Regions from separate parts of the Rattus norvegicus genome. Here region 1 is linked to region 2. The links are chromatin contacts, called in public Hi-C maps. All regions are on one chromosome and are shown on one strand. The core of a region is the stretch at or near the end of the contact, and the rest is flanking DNA. Distances in the headings are between cores, read along the strand shown. Region 1 holds the start of Lysmd3 (LysM domain containing 3). Region 2 holds the start of Arrdc3 (arrestin domain containing 3).

Region 1 (2,837 bases), core at 66-2,565, 800 kb after region 2:
AAATACACGATTTTAGTAAGATATAAATAATCATTCAAAAGCTTTGCAGATATCATGTAGAATGTTTCTTTAAAGCAAACAGGTAGCAGCCCTGAAGAAATGCTTGGAATTCATTCTATTCCCCAGAGTCTCCCAAGGAGTCCATGGCCTATTGACATTAAAATAAGAAAAGTAACCCACTTGCAAAAAGAAAGTTGCATCCCATTAACATTCATGAGAACTGAAGAGGTGAAGCCCTACACGTCAAGGACGGAATATATCCTTTGTCTCCCGATGAGAAAATGTCTCCGTGATAAATGGTTACGGACAGCGGTGTCATAGGGGCAAGAGTGCACAGAACAGCTTGGGCAAACTTTTTTCCCAGTTGTCTTTGCCTGGAGTTTACAGCATTGTCCAGCACAGTGCCTAGCCTTTCACACAGGCACCTATTGCAATGTAAGTAAAAACCCCAGTCCTGGTAGACGTACTTTCCAGAACGAACCGACCAAGGAACCAACAAAACAAACAAACAAACAAAACCCATTGGAAAAGGTTTGGAACAGCGTTCCAGTAAAGTGCGGAACATCCGGAGTTCAAGCAGTGTTGACTTAAATGGGTAAGCATTTAGTCAAGTGTAGTGTCCCTAGTCAACACAAATCACCAGGCGCACTGTTAAAATGCCATACATCATTTGCATAAATACCCTACCCCTTCAGCAAATTTCTAATATAAATTAAGTCGGAAGACATGAGGTATTTATTTCACTGACATCAGATAGTGCAACACTAACTACCAAAGACGTCCTGTTGATTTTCAAATCCAACTAGGTTACAAGTCGTTGGTAACCTTGTTGCCTTTGGTGTGCAGCTCTAGGACAAACCCTTCCCTGGCTTGGCTTTAAGTGACTCACTCTGCTCACGTAAGGACCCAAGGTCTGCCTTCATGCTGCTCTAGGGCTCACAGTTTGATTTCCTAAAGCACAGACGTAAACCCAGTGCTTTTGCTTTCCTCTGCCCCACCAAGATGAAAATTACAGACACGGGGCATGAAGAAATGCACAGCGGCCCTCCATTGGCTCCTCCCCATGCATGTCCTCCGCTCCGTACGTTTCTTAGCCCCCTTGCACAATCAGCAGCGGTCCAACTCGGCTCGGCTGCCCCGGAGGGGGCGGGGCTAGAGGCAGGGCTGACTAAAGGTCCCGCCCCCGTCGCATCGGTGCGCCTGCGTGCTGGCGTGGGCCTGCGGTTGGCCGCCAGATTCTGGGTTCCCCGCCCCTGCCCGCGCCCTCGCACCTCCGCCTACTCTACGCGATGACGCACCGCAGGTTTGCGGACGTGGCGGCGGCTGTCGGTGCGGAAGGCGGGGACGGCGGCGACAGCGGCGAAGGCGGCGACAGTGGCAGAAGCGGACCCAGACATCCGAGGACCGGGAGTCGGTCATGAACTTCCCCGGGGCCGCGGCTGTGGTGGCGTACATAACCGTGTCGCCGCGCCCCTGCTAGAAGACAGGTGACAGTGGCTGGGGGGCGGGGCGGGGCACGACGTCGAACGGGGGTCACCGTGGGGCGCCGTCCCTGGTTCGGGGAGGACTCTAACCTCCCGGTTCTGGGCAGCTCTTTCCGGGCCACTCTGTCCCCGTAGCATCTGCTCCGAAGCGTCCCCATCTGATGCTGCAACTTATAAAACAGAGATGTAATTTTTGCGGGGGACGTCCGGAGGAAAAGGAAAAATGAAAATAAAAATAAAAGCGAGTGGAGTAGAACAAGGAGGAAGTTTCGTTGATGCTTTGGTTTAAAATTGACCCTGGTGAATTGGATCGGGGTAATTCTGTCCTAAGTGCTGAACTGGCTTGTGCCCTGTGAGTCTTCTGTTAACTCCCTGCCTAAGGTCAAGACCAAATACCCAGCAGCAATTACTATGTAGCACCTAAGGGTTTAGGGAGTTACTTTCCGGTCTAGACCGGGTGGATGAAAACACACTCACTGTATCCATCGATGAGCACTTTCAGGACATTTGTCAGCGGTGCTGTATGCAACATGTTCTAGTTTTCTGAAGCCATAGATCCCAGAGAGAATTCAGGGAGGAAAAGAGAATTGAGGCTGGTGACTGGTATATTGTGTACTCTAATCTGTGGTAGTTTGTACATGTCAGTACCTGCCTGGGCCAAAGTGTAGCTTGGCACTTGGATTACAGATGAACACAGCCAATTCTTAGTGAGTCAAACATGAGTGTCCAGATTGTTTATTCTGCTTTTCTTTCGTTTTAGAGGAATAGAATGAGATGCAGGAAAATGTCTGGATTCCTAGTTAAGACTCTGGCGACGAAAAGACTGGTATATAAATAGTGTTTCCAATAGCTTCTAGGTATTCTTGAGTAAATTTCAGATACCTGTACTAAGAATGCAAGGGAGAGCGCTTTAGAGGGACAGCATACGTAAGGCAACATAACCCCCTATATGCATTGCTTTCTATGGAATCCTTTCTGCTCATGGACGGCTTGTGAGGATCCGAAACGGATACTTGCAGAGGCTGTACGTGTATTTATGCAGCTTGCTACTGGTTCCACAACACTGACAGATACCCTCTCCATTGAAGATGTGGGGTTCTTTGTTTTGCTGTTTTGTTTTGTTTTTAGAAAAGACCTAGGTAACAAAGTGGAAACAGGTATGTAGGAAACAGGTATGACTAAACGGATACTGAGATGTGAAATGTGGGCTTTCTTTAGCTTGGGTCTGTTAAATTAGGAGTGGGTTTTGGCAGTAAGTAATGTAGCACCCGTGGGAGCAGCTGAAACAAGCGACTAGTGCATAGCTACTAGTAAATCAGCTAAGTGGAGATTGTTACCTTTTAAAGCAGTATA
Region 2 (2,726 bases), core at 165-2,664:
TTACATTATCCACCAGGTGTCAACCGAGAGAAGAAAGTTACCCCCCCCCCCCCCCCGCCTTAAAATACACAAATGTGTAATTTTATGCTTAACAAGCCAAACTCTTCAGACAAACGGCTTGCCCAGTAATTATTCTTGACATAGTTATATTCTAGATTTTTTTAGCTCACATGTCAAGTCAAATAAAATGTAATTAAATAAAAATGTAGATTTTTTTAAAATAAAGAAAACAGCAAAATAGTTCGTTTGTTGTGATTCGCCCTATCCGGATTTACCATGCAAAAAGGATCTGATGTTTAACTATAGACAACCTCGTCCGATTTTGGCTATGCATAAAACAGGATTTCATAATATAGCCATGTTATGAGGTTATGTTGACTGTTAATGATCTTAGTCTATGCCATTACCCTCTAAATCCTGGTGATGTTTAGAACTGCATTTTTTTACTCAAGGCATTGAAAAAAGGAGAAATGTGCCTGTATTTAAAGATGTAGCACGGCAATTAGCATGTTGAAGTAAAAGTAAGGCTTAAAAATTAAGCCTCATTTATGTAACAAATCATACTTAAAAACCAAAAACCACCGTATATGCTTTTCTAGCTAAGACTTTTCAGTCTGTTGTAAACAGTGTCAGCTAAATGACTATGTTCAAACTGTCTCTTATGAGGTGGTAATTAGGGGTGTGAGCTCTATTCTTATTCCTGAGGATACAGAAGTTGTAATCGCGTCATTCTCTGCAATGGAGCAGTAGGTGGTGTCTTGAAAAAGGACTTTTTCTCCCGTCGAGGAAGTGGTCGGGCCTACACACTACACAGACAACTTGGTCGAGTTTGAAGCTGTAGGAGTCTGGGAAGGCAGCTGAAGACAAGAGCTGCCTGGAGCATTGTTCTTTGGCTCCTAAGGCCTTGGCTTAGTCCATTGCCACCCTGTCTACAAAGTCCTGCTTGCTTTTGTTGTTTCTATCCAAGTCAACAATGCTTTCTAGTATGAACAATATTTGTCTGCTTTTTATTACATTTTCTTTTGAAATTCATTAGCTTAGACTGGGGCCACCAGCGGCTTGCCCAACCGGTTTCTCCCCTTCCCCCACGGCTCGCACGTCCTGCGGGTCCGCGGTACGGGCGCACACCCTGGCCTGGCGCCGCCGGGCCCCTCTACCTAGCTCGCGGAGCGCGTGCGGGGCCGGCGCTGCAGCCGCGCGGAGTGCCCGCCGGCCAATCGCTGCGGCCCATGCACCGAAGTCAGGGACGCCGGCTCCACACCTACTGTACCGGGAGCGCGCGACGAGAGGGAGGCGCGCGCCTCGCGGGAGGGAACGCGCAGGGAGGCTGGCTGCAGTCGCGGCCTGCGCCTGCGCACTGGGGTTGTTTTTCACAAAGCTGCTCTTAAAGTGAGCTGGCAGCCTCCAGCCGCCCGTCTTTGTAAGGAGACCACTGAGACGAGCAGGAGCGTGGAGCAGCGGCTTCTCTGCTGCCCTGACTTTTTAAGAAATCTCAATGAACTATTTGTAGACAATCACTGATCCTGCCTGCAAGATTTTTTTTTCTTTTGCACGGCAAAGACACCGATCAGTGTTAAGTGAAGATCACATCTTATATGCGATCTTGACTTTTTTTGGTCTTATTATATTTTTATAGATTTTGTTATAATCATGGTGCTGGGAAAGGTAAAGAGTTTGACAATAAGCTTTGACTGTCTTAATGACAGTAATGTCCCCGTGTATTCTAGCGGGGACACTGTCTCAGGAAGGGTAAATTTAGAAGTTACTGGGGAAATCAGAGTAAAATCTCTTAAAATTCATGCAAGAGGACATGCGAAAGTACGCTGGACTGAATCAAGAAACGCCGGCTCCAATACTGCCTATACACAGAATTACACTGAAGAAGTAGAATATTTCAACCATAAAGACATCTTAATTGGGCACGAAAGAGGTAAGTTTTTATATTAGTCACTACATTCTACTTCTGTGCATGAGAACTTTAATCTCCTTTAATGCAGTTCTAGTCGGCAGTTTGATGAAGGTAGCAAACTTAGAAGATGTAGTTTCTCCTTGACGTCCAAGCGTGTTAAGCTGTAATCCATGCAGGCGTCTGCAAAGTGAGTGCAAACTGCACTTAACTTCATCTGTAACCGGCTTCATATCTGCCATACGCACCTTATAACGTGTTCAAATGTGACTCCGTCGTTTTACTGATATTTTCAAATTCATTTGCAAAGACTGCAGTCCAATGTTGGATTTCTCCTTTTATTTTACAATCTTAGATACAGGAAGGAGCACCAATAAAGAACTGTAGTGACATTTTAAGAAGGTTGCTAGATGTATCTGCTTTTGATATTAACGTGCAAACGACTTTAAAGACTTGATTATTGTTCTTTGATAAAGGGTTTCCCTGGCTTATTTTGACATATGGCATCAACACCCCCACGTGTTTTCCCATTTCTCCCAATTCCTTTTAAAATGTACATCAAGCACCATTTATTTTAAAGGATAATATCTATCATTATGCAAACTATTAAGTCAGTTTAGAAGCCATTCCGGGTCAGTACTTTTCTTCTCGGAGCATCATGTCTAACTTTGGAACGTGGATTCAATGAAACCCATGGCAGACAGATGGAATTGAAAAGTATATGGCACATCGGATTTGGTTTTTGGGTACAAGATGAAGATTAAGGCATTGTCAAAGGGACAAGAGGTCCTAAGATTTGCGATCTGTTGTTTAAGTGGCT

The links. A called contact is a pair of places that touch in the nucleus more often than the background predicts.
Region 1: a contact with region 2 is called in a Hi-C map of liver, with 3 times the contacts expected there. The contact joins the promoter of Lysmd3 here to the promoter of Arrdc3 in region 2. A contact is called at or near these places in 2 of 12 Hi-C or Micro-C datasets (liver and mammary epithelial cells).

The regions. Positions count from the first base shown.
Region 1 is chr2:13,668,150-13,670,986 of GRCr8, forward strand. Lysmd3 (LysM domain containing 3) reads left to right here and starts at 1,316. Exons shown (of 3, transcript NM_001009698.1): 1 at 1,316-1,487.
Region 2 is chr2:12,871,788-12,874,513 of GRCr8, forward strand. Arrdc3 (arrestin domain containing 3) reads left to right here and starts at 1,415. Exons shown (of 8, transcript NM_001007797.2): 1 at 1,415-1,930. The coding sequence starts at 1,651. LOC120100652 (a long non-coding RNA gene) reads right to left here. Exons shown (of 2, transcript XR_005500449.2): 2 at 1,891-2,726.